2 separate regions of the Sus scrofa genome follow, and region 1 is linked to region 2. The links are chromatin contacts, called in public Hi-C maps. All regions are on one chromosome and are shown on one strand. Each heading gives the region's core, a stretch centred on a gene start, on an enhancer-like site or on the middle of the called end of the contact. The rest is flanking DNA. Distances are from core to core; before and after follow the strand shown.

Region 1 (5,256 bases), core at 368-2,867, 190 kb after region 2:
ATAAATAAATAAGTGCTTATAGCTGTGCCCAGTACAGAGTAAGTACCACCAAAACAGAGACACTGTTCTTGTTGTTATTATTATTACTCTAGGGCTGGGTGCTGGAGAAGGAAGCCTGGGCTTCCTAGCTCTGAGTCTGCTAAGCTGGGGCCTGACTTGCCACGGATGGGCGATGACTGCAGCCCTCGGGCCTGTGGGGGAAATGCAGCAGGAAGGACCGGAACCACTGTTTCTCAAAGGTGCAGAATCTCAGAACATTCTCACACCATCTCAAGGAGAAAAATCTCTTGTTATCTCCTTTTCAGAAGTGAAGAAACCAGGAGTTCCTGTCATGGTGCAGCAGAAATGAATCCGACTAGGACTTCCCCTGTGGCTCACAACATAACTACTCAGCGTTGCTTCTACAGAAACAAATCCAACTAGGAACCATGAGGTTGTGGGTTTGATCCCTGGCCTTGCTCAATGGGTTAAGGATCCGGCGTTGCCTTGAGCTGTGGTGTAGGTCGCAGATGTGGCTCGGATCCTACGTTGCTGTGGCTGTGATGTAGGCTGGCAGCTACAGCTTCAATTGGACCCCTAGCCTGGGAACCTCTATATGCCGTGGGTGCGGCCCTAAAAAGACAAAAGACAAAAAAAAAAAAAAAAGAAGTGAAGAAACCAAGGCTTAAAAAGGTTGCAAGAGAGACCCCAGGTCCCATGGCCAGGAGTAGCTAACTCCAGGGCTCCAGCCGGGCCTGGCAAGCAGGGGCCTGGTCCCCGTGGCCACTGTGGGAGGCTGCAGAGGCTGGAAAGGGGAGGATGTGTCCCTACTGTTCCCCAAGTGGTCATATCCAGAGATGGCAGAGAGGTGCCTCGCAACCCCCCAGACTTACCCATGGACACAGGGGAGCCTGCCAGGGCTGAGAGGAAGGTGCCTCCCTGAGTTGTAGCCAAAGGGCTGGGCTCTGGGGGAGGGGGACAGGGGGAGGACTCTGATGGAATGAGCACTAGGCCAGGAGTCGGGACCCAGATTTGAAGCCTGGCTCCCTGAGCAAATCCCAGCACCCAAAACAGGGCCTGCCAGGCAATGGGTATTCGCTGAACAAATGGATGAATGAACCGATAAATGAATGACACAGTCCCTGCTCTCAGGGCGGTTCCAACCTGGAGGACAGACTCATAAATGTGGAGCATAAATGCGGAGCAGGATGTGCTGTGTCAAGCCTGTGGGGCAGTGAACAGGGGCTATACGATTCAGCCAAGGAAACTGCCCCTGTGAGCTGGGACATACTCTAAAAGGGGAATTCAACTGTGTCTGAAGGATAAAGGCAGGGAGTTCCCATCATGGCTCAGTGGTTAACGAATCTGACTAGGAACCATAAGGTTTCGGGTTCGATCCCTGGCCTCGCTCAGTGGGTTAAGGATCTGGCAGTGGTGTAGGCCGGCAACCACAGGTCCGATTAGACCCCTAGCCTGGCCTGGGAACCTCCATATGCTGCGGGTGCGGGCCAAAAAAAAAGAAAAAGAAAAAAAAAAGGATAAAGGCAATTCCAGGAGGCAGAGAAGAGGGTGACAGAGCCCAGAGCACCAGGAGGCCTGCACGTGCAAAAGTTTGGCAGCAACGACAGCTCAACATTTGAAAGGCATGTGGGAAGTAGCTGGATACTGTACAGATCTCTCTCTTCTAGAACAAATCCTGCTCCAGCAAGCCCTTCCCCTCCATTCTCCCAAAGCGTAATTCCAGCCACACAGTTATCTGTAAATTGGGCATGAGTCCAGCTCCCCAACACGGGGTCCATAAAAGGAGTTGGTTTAGAACAGAAAACCATGGGCCCCAGGCCTCACTGGTCTCCCCCATCCAGCAACCCCGCCCTCAGGGAGCGGCAGGTCAAAGCTGAACCCAGGCCAGGCACCCCCCTCACCTTCCTCCCCCCTCTTCCCCTCTCCACCCCCTCATCCTCCTTGGCTGGCTGCCCAACCCATCACCACGGGTTCACACACACCCTACTGGCCCCACCCTGGCCCAGTCCCACCACAGACCTCTCCCTGCCCTGCCCTGGCCAAACACTGGCAGAGGGAAGCCAGAGAAAACCAGAGTGGCAGCCTTCACCAGGTGGCAGCCAGGCCTGGAGGAATTCGGGGAGGGGGAAGAGGGTGATGTGGGAGCCCCTTGGGCTCCCTGAAGCTAAAAACACATGGAGGGGAGCTGCCCTCTGGGGGACCCAAGAGCCGTGAGAATCACTCTTTTGCTCCTCACCAAATGGCCCTGTGACTGTTGAGAGAATTATACCAGCTCTAATGATCCTTGATGTCTTTATAGCGCTTTACAGTTTACAGCCCGTAGTTAAAGGAGCGGAAACTGGGGCTCGCCTTCCGCCACACAGGGACAGCTGGAAGAGCTAGGTCTGGCCCACTGCTCTGCCCCAAAGACTCACAGGAGCAGACGTGAGCGGAGCAGCTTCAGGCCCGGCTGGCCTTGGGGGCTTGGTTTTGGGGGCCAGGCTTCCGAGGGCTTGTGAGGGAAGCGTGGGAATGATAAAGATGATGGTGACAGAGATGAGCATGTTATTGACATCGTACAATATTGACAATTTTGTTGATGACAATGTGGTTGGCCACGCGTGGAGCCCTCACTTGGGCCTTTGTGTATCTTGAACAACCCCAGAAGCGTGTATCAGCATCTCACAAGTGAGGAAGCAGAGGGTGAGTGAAGTTAAGCGCCTTAACTATTAGCCAAGTAACATTAGTTAGCAATCCTGGAAGATCCAGGATTTGAGACTGGGAATGACCATTCCAGAGGCCGATTTCATAGACACTGCCCTACACTGGCAGGGACAGCTGTCCTCCCAGCCACCCATGAATAACCATCCAGAAATAACATGGGTGCCCTCCTATTTTAAATTGGATCTCTTCCCAAACTTCATGGACCTGAGCCCCCTACTGGCCAGTCAAGGGTGACAGGAGCCCCACGATAATCATCGACTGCCACCTAGTGGCACTATGCGGAATGTCACATTCCTTTCCTTCCCCTCATCATTTGACCTGATACTTTAAAAAACAGAAGCCAAAATGTTAAAAGCTTGCTCTTGCCTTCTCCCTGCTTCAACATCCCTAAGAACTGCAAGTAGATGTTGTTATAATTTTATGAATGATGAAATGGAGACCCAAGGGAATTAAGCAGGTTCTTGAAGGTCCCACGATGAGGATTATATAGAAGTTAAGGGGCAGAATCATTTATTCAAAGTGTGACCTTGAATAAGACATTTCATTATTTGTTTTGGGAGACACTAAAAATCCCTCTGCAGCAATAACAGTTTTTTCTTGGCTTTATTTAAGAAAAAGTTCCTTTACCCATTTATCTCCTATGCCAGCTCTACCGTGCTTTAGTTTGGTGTTTGAGTGAAACTGTTGCTGGACTGTCTTTTCTAATCTACTGGTCATTACTGTATAATCTGTACCCTAGGTCTCTGCCAGATAGTCTTAACTGCTACAACATCACAATAAAATGCAGCTCCTCTCTCCTTACACTTCTTTTTCAGAAGCATAGGATCTATTCTTGATGTTTCTTTTTAAATTTAAAAATCAGTTTATCACAGCTTCACATAATTCTATTGAGATTTTATTGGAGGTGCTTTGAATATATAATAGAGAAACTGGAGAGAATTCAATATCTCCAATTCATATCTTCATTACGTTAGATTTTCCTATCCATGAACATATGCTATCTCTTCATTTACTTAAGTAATCTTTAATGTCATTCAAATATTTTTTTTTAGTTTCTACATATAGGGTTGTATATATTTGCTTTTAGATTTATTCCTAGCTACATTTTGGATATTATAAATGGTTCTTTTTTAAAATTATGTTTTTAATATTCTTCTGCTAATGTGACATATGTAATAATCATCTTTATAATAAAAACTTCTGTTGCTGGAGTTCCTGTCGTGGCGCAGTGGTTAACGAATCCGACCAGGAACCATGAGGTTGCGGGTTCGGTCCCTGCCCTTGCTCAGTGGGTTAACGATCCGGCGTTGCCGTGAGCTGTGGTGTAGGTTGCAGACGCGGCTCGGATCCCACGTTGCTGTGGCTCTGGCGTAGGCCAGGGGCTACAGCTCCAATTCGACCCCTAGCCTGGGAACCTCCATATGCCATGGGAGCGGTCCAAAGAAAGAGCAAAAAGAAAAAAAAAAAAAACTTCTGTTGCTGTGCAGCAGAAATTGACAAAACATTGTAAATCAACTATAATAATTTTCAATAAATAAAGGGGAAAAAAACCTTCTGTATTAATCTTATACCCATAAAAATTAGTATAACTACATTATCTCTCCTTTGGCTAGTGTCTACCTGATGAATCTTTTTTCCATTCCTTTACTTTAAAATTTTTGTGTCAGTTTTTATTTTATTTTATTATTATTATTTTTTTCTTTTTGCTTTTTAGGGCCACACCCATGGCATATGGAGGGTCCCAGGCTAGGGGTTGAATCAGAGCTGTAGCTGCTAGCCTACACCACAGCCACAGCTATGCAGGATCTTTAACCCACTGAATGAGGCCAGGGATCGAACCTGCCTCCTCATAGAAACTAGACATATAGGTTAACCACTGAGCCATGACAGAAACTCCAGGTTTTAAATTAATATCTCACAAATAGCATATGGTTGGATCTCAATAAACTGCACTTATGGTGTAAGAGCCAATGAAGAAGTATTGGGGGCGGGGAGGGGGTTGCTGCTGTTTCCTCAGGACAGAAGATCCCAAGACAGATGTAGCTCTCACCAGAATAAATGCCCATCCACCATATGAGGAACGTAGCCATGCTGAGGGGTGGGCCCTAGAGGGGTAAGACAGGGACGGAACAAGGTGGCCATAGAGGGCTTGCCAAGCAGCAACGACTGGGAGCTGTGCTGTACCCCAGTGATCAAGCTGAGGCTGGACATGGACGGACACACACACACACACACACACACACACACACACGCATACACACACACACACAGAGCGTGAGCTCTGGCTCTGGGCATTCAGAAGCACGAGGACTGCACAGATTACAGCTGCCCCCTCTGAAAAGAGCCATCAGCAGGAATAGACCCTGAGCAAGACACGCAACAGCTAATGAGTTCTGGGCTTGAGTGATGGGGTTACCAGAGCAGCAAGACAGCTTAGAGAGGCAGCACTTGTGGCTGACAGCCAGCAGGATGCTCGGGTCCAGAGTTTAGGAGAAGAAGGTGGCATGGATGACAAGGTGAGGCACTAGGAGCGCAATTTTCCTGCAGGACTTT
Region 2 (5,149 bases), core at 1,749-4,248:
AGCAAAGCCATTCAGTCATTCAACAGGTAAGTGGTGCCTTCTCAGAGTCAGCCATCCAGCTGGGCAGTGGGGTGGCTGGGGGTGGTGGGTGAGAGAGGCAAGGTCCCTCTCCTATGGAGCCTCACAGGGCTCAATTTCCAAACCGAGTGGTCCTCTGCCCTGCCTTTCCGGCCCTCTCGAGTTTCTTTCACCTGTACATACTTGGCTGCCTGCAAACACCTTCTCACAAACAATTGTGTCATCGTGTGAGCAGGGAATATTATCACACCTGTTTTTTTTGGGGGGAGGGGTAGTTCTGAGGTTACTTTATTATAATTTTTTTGAGGTACACAAGAGCCAAAGAAAATAAAAACCAAAATACGGAATATATTACACCTGTTTTTGCTGGACACAATACAATTACATTTGAATTGGAAATAAACAACGAGTAAGTCTTTAGGCTTGTATGTCCCATGCAATATGCAGAATAGACTTATTGTAAGAAATTATTGTTTACCTGAAATTCAAATTTGACTGGAGGTTCTGGGGTTTTCCTTCTTTTATTCTTTTAAAATTAGTAACTTTACACATTTTACAGATGAGGAAACTGAGACTCTGTGAGAACAGCTGACTTAGGGAGTGAAGTGACTTGCCCTGCAGCCACACCACCAGGGGAAGAGCCAGGACTTGCCTTACCTGCTGCCCTGCAATTAGCTAAGTGTCGGTCTCTCACAAAGACCCTGTGCTTCTGTGTCCAAGCCAGTGTCTGCACAGCTGTTTAAATCCACGTATTCTGAAAATGACCTTGCAGTTGAAATGGCTCCTTGGCCTCCAGCAAATTTCCATGTCTACATGTAATCTTTTTTAGTAAATCTTTTTCTGATTATAAAAATACAGACCTGCAGTATATTCACACAATGGAATATGGCACACCAATGAAAAATAGCAGATTTCTGACACACAAAACAACAGAACAGACTGGTGAGTTTTCATGTATTTATACACACCAACTTAAATAATATTGAACAAGAATGCATATACAAAAGAAGAGATCCTATATGATTCCATATGTATGAAGAGCAAAGTTAGGCAAAACTAATCCATGGTGGTGGGGTGGGGGCCTGGCCAGGGCAGGATTAGTGGGAAGGGGCCCAGGGGAAATTTGGAAGCCCGTGGTAATGCCTATCTTGATCTGGGTGGAGGTTACTTATGTGTATAAATACACAAATCCAAGCTGTTTGCTTACAATTTACATATTTTCCATTGGTAGGTTATACTTCGATGAAAAACTAAATATAAACAAACATAAAAATTCATACATGCCCATTGTAAAAAAAATGAATAAAGTACAGATAGGTATGAAAAAACAAAACAAAACCATCTGTATTCCCACCACTGGGAGATATCACCACTAATATCTCAGAGTGCATCCTTCTAGATCTTTTCCCCAAAGCATCAACTTTTCGTCAGCATTTCCTAAAAAAGGAATTTGGGACCTAGTTGTGCTGGGACTGGAGGTGCTAATTTACTTAGGAGTCTGAATTTCCTGGACGTGTCTTTCACTTACCCGGAAAGCCCTGACACAAGTAGATTTAATTTGACCATTTTAGAAAAGCATGGAACAATTAACGGCAAATAAATGGAATTAAAATCAAATTGAATACAGCCTTTCAATGATATGACTTAGAATTTGATTTTAAGTACAGTAATGAATATAAAATGAAAGCTTAGCGTGTAGAAGGCTGAAGGGCTCTTAAGCCTCCCGGGACCCAGAATGCCACCTACTGGTCACAGCCAGCAATAACACCCCACCACCCCATTATCTTAAAATGCATGGCCATTCTACTTAAAAACCTCAAATATGATACCACCTTTTCTGGTAGTATATATATAGATATTTATCTTTTTAGGGCTGTACCCACAGTATATTGAAGTTCCTAGGATACAGGTCTAAATGAAGCTGCACCCACCAGCCTATACCACAGACACAGCAACACTAGATCTGAGCCATGTCTGGGAGCTACACCACAGCTCATAGCAAGGCTGGATCCTTAACCCACTGAGCGAGGCCAGGGATCGAACCTGAGTCCTCATAGATACCAGTCAGTTTCCTTACCACCGAGCAACGATGGGAACTCCCTCTGGTAGTTTATATTCATCTCTCCCAAGAGCTTCCCAGACACCTTTGCTTCCTTAGTGAATTGCACAGTGCCTAGAACATAATTTAATAAAGATGTGATGAAGGAATGAATGAATGAAAGGATGGATGGATGGAAAGATGGAACAAACAGATAGACATTCTTGTGCATCATTGTGAAATGGGGAAAATCTCTGCCCTAACCAGCTCACAGGATTTTCTTGATTCATTTTGTTTTTAATAAAAATGATGATTTTTATTAAATCATAGTGAAATGATTACCACACTCAAGCTAATTAGCATATCTCTTCAGTTACCTGTTTGCAACAGGAGCACCTAAATTCTATTCTCTTAGCATATTTCCACTATTCAACACAGTATTGTGAGAAAAGCCATCACGCTGTCCCTTAGATCTCTAGATTCAAGCATCCCACATAACTATGACCTTGTACCCTTTCATCAATTATCTCCTAATTTCCCCCACCTCCCCACCCCTAGTAACCACCATTCTACTCTCTGCTTCTAAGTACCCAGCTATTTTAGATTTCACATACCATAAGAGCAGGCTTTTTTTTTTTTTTCATAGGCTTTTTTGGGAGTGTGAATAAGACAAGATGAATGTGAGGGATTATTATGACGACCAAACACCAGGGGGTGGAAGAGTCCAGTGGTGACCAGAGTGAGCAGTAAGGTTGCAGACACAGGACTAAATGGGAAAGGAAACTCAAATAAATGTGAAATGTCCTGAGCCAGACACTTAACAGCACCTGGCAGATGTCAGTGCTCTCCCCTTCCTCTTCCTCCTTAGAGCCTGGCTCACAGATCCTTGTCATAGGACCTGAGGAACTCAGAACGGAGATTTGTACTTTCCAGGGTTCACCCAAAGGGGAGGTGATGTTCCATGTTTGTCTGCTGTCAGTTTCTGAAACAGACCAGGGTCACTGTGCTTGCGGGTGTGAGCTGGCCCATCAAAGCCCTCCGTGAGTCAGGAAAAGTGGTTTCAGAGACATCACTGTCAGGCTGCCTGATGGCGAGGTGCCCATCTGAGCGTGTCCTCTGTTGACAGCACTTGACAAGCATCGCGCTGGCCTTGCTTTTAGATGCTGCCCAGCAGGGGCTCTGGCCTGCAGAAAGGCAGCATGATGCCATTGAAAGAGTATGGACCAGGGGTCAGAAGACTGGGCTCAGCCACCTACTGGCTAGGTGACCTTGAGCCAGCCAGCTTGCCCTTGTCAGTATATAAACCCGATGGACAACATAACAAGATAGTGACTGGGTAAACTATAGCGCTGGACCCAGGTTTATGCATGGCTATTAATAAAACCCCAAATGAACATCATGCCTGAGTGACCTGCGTGAGCTCTAACCACAGGGTCACCTACATTGATCTGGACCTGGCTTCTTCTTATGGAATCCAATCCTGTCTCGGCAGCTACATCACAATCTTACGGGCCTCTAACACCTACCCTTACTGACTTTTTTTTTTTAAATATGTATGCACTACACCGTTTCAAGCATCATCTACTCCTTATTTGGGCAATCGACTTTTTGAAACTGCAGACTTTGTGTTATGTTTACACAAGGTAAATTTAATCATATTGCTCTGGCCCATTTACACAGGCTATTAAAATATTTTTAACCCGACTTTGGCCATCTATCTCCCTGCTGACTTGATAGGAGCCATACATTTCAAAGATGTACAATCCATGCATTTCTTCATTCAATATTCATTTACTGAGCACTTGCTATTCCCTAGACCCTGTGTTAGGAACCATGGAATTCAGAGGGTGTATCTGACAGAGAGGAGCGAATGCCAGGGGACACGCTCAGAGAGCAGGGCATTCCTATTGCTGTCGCAGCATGGGAAGGTTTCCCAGTTCAGGAGAGATGGTAGAGCCCACGAGCCACTCACCTCTTCTGAGCAAACCACTGGACTGTATTTTCCAGCCCCGAGAATTTGTGGTGCTTCCACATAATGACCACATCTTTCTTCCTAGGCAGATCAAGAAGTCTACCGTGACAGGCTTCTCATGGTTTCTTCTGCAGGTGGCAATAGCTAGCCCGCTTTTATCTGTCCAACCTCGTCGCCCCATCCTCATCCCCTTGCCAGCACACACATTCGTTCTGCAAATATCGTAGAGTTTCCACATGCCAGTGGGCCGGCACGGCGCTGGGCATTGTTGTGTTTCTCTTACACCCTCTGAGTTCAAAATCTCCACATTGGGGAGCAGGTGCCTTCTCCGTGTGGGCGGATCTCCTTCCCTAGCCCTTTCATCCCTGCCAAGATCAAGGTCTGAGCCTCTGCATCCTCACATGCCTGGCCTGGCACTCCCAAGCACTATGTAGAGGTACCAAGGGAGAGAGGGAGGGGAGTAAGGCACAACTGTCTTCCTGGTCTCTTCATTACAGAGCACTGCAGTGAGGAAAACCTGGAATGTGGGTAGATACAGGCTTGAGTCTTAGATCTGCAACCAACCAATTTTGTGACATTAGGTATGGCTGTAAAACAAGCTGAGTAGCCCAGATCTTTGAGTTCCCACTCAGTTCTACTATTCTGATTCTATGCTAATCCCTGATTCTGGATGAACCCTCCACTCTCTTCTGATCTAGCTTTAGAGAGGAATAAAAAAATTCCTACAAAGAGGCAGAGGGAAGAGTTTCGCCAGCCTTCCTTATAGTGAAATATCTGCCGGCAATAAGAAGCCTGAAACTAAGAAATAATTGCTCAGGGTTAGTGCTAACTTTGGAATACCCTAAAATTCTTGCTTGCCCACAACCTGATTTCTTTTAGGCTCAGTCTAATCTTGTCCAGACTCAGGCTCCATGCTAATTGTCAAGACGGGCTTGAATTATTCATGGAATTTCTACGCTAGGATGGTTTGGGAGATGTTTTCTGCAGATGTATTCATCTTTCACGTCTGCAGGAACTCTTAATAACAAGCTGTTTGGATTGGCAAGTCCCTTCATTTTCCCGAGCCTCCATTTCTCCACCTGTAAACAAGGAAGGCAGTTCCTCCCAGCTCGAGAACGTCT

Evidence for each region. A called contact is a pair of places that touch in the nucleus more often than the background predicts.
Region 1: a contact with region 2 is called in a Hi-C map of fetal heart ventricle, with 5 times the contacts expected there. The contact joins two enhancer-like sites. A contact is called at or near these places in 1 of 5 promoter capture datasets (liver) and 14 of 47 Hi-C or Micro-C datasets (alveolar macrophages, embryonic fibroblasts, epiblast stem cells and 9 more).

Annotation. Positions count from the first base shown.
Region 1 is chr2:40,355,349-40,360,604 of Sscrofa11.1, forward strand. No RefSeq gene overlaps it. Among named protein-coding and RNA genes, the nearest start is that of MRGPRX2, 15 kb to the right of the region's middle. Within about 2 kb of position 1,618, at least 7 of the 83 cell types and tissues checked have an H3K27ac peak or open chromatin away from gene starts, as enhancers often do.
Region 2 is chr2:40,161,988-40,167,136 of Sscrofa11.1, forward strand. It overlaps LOC110259292 (a long non-coding RNA gene), which reads right to left. Exons shown (of 4, transcript XR_002341550.1): 1 at 1-5,149. Among named protein-coding and RNA genes, the nearest start is that of E2F8, 14 kb to the right of the region's middle. Within about 2 kb of position 2,999, at least 3 of the 83 cell types and tissues checked have an H3K27ac peak or open chromatin away from gene starts, as enhancers often do.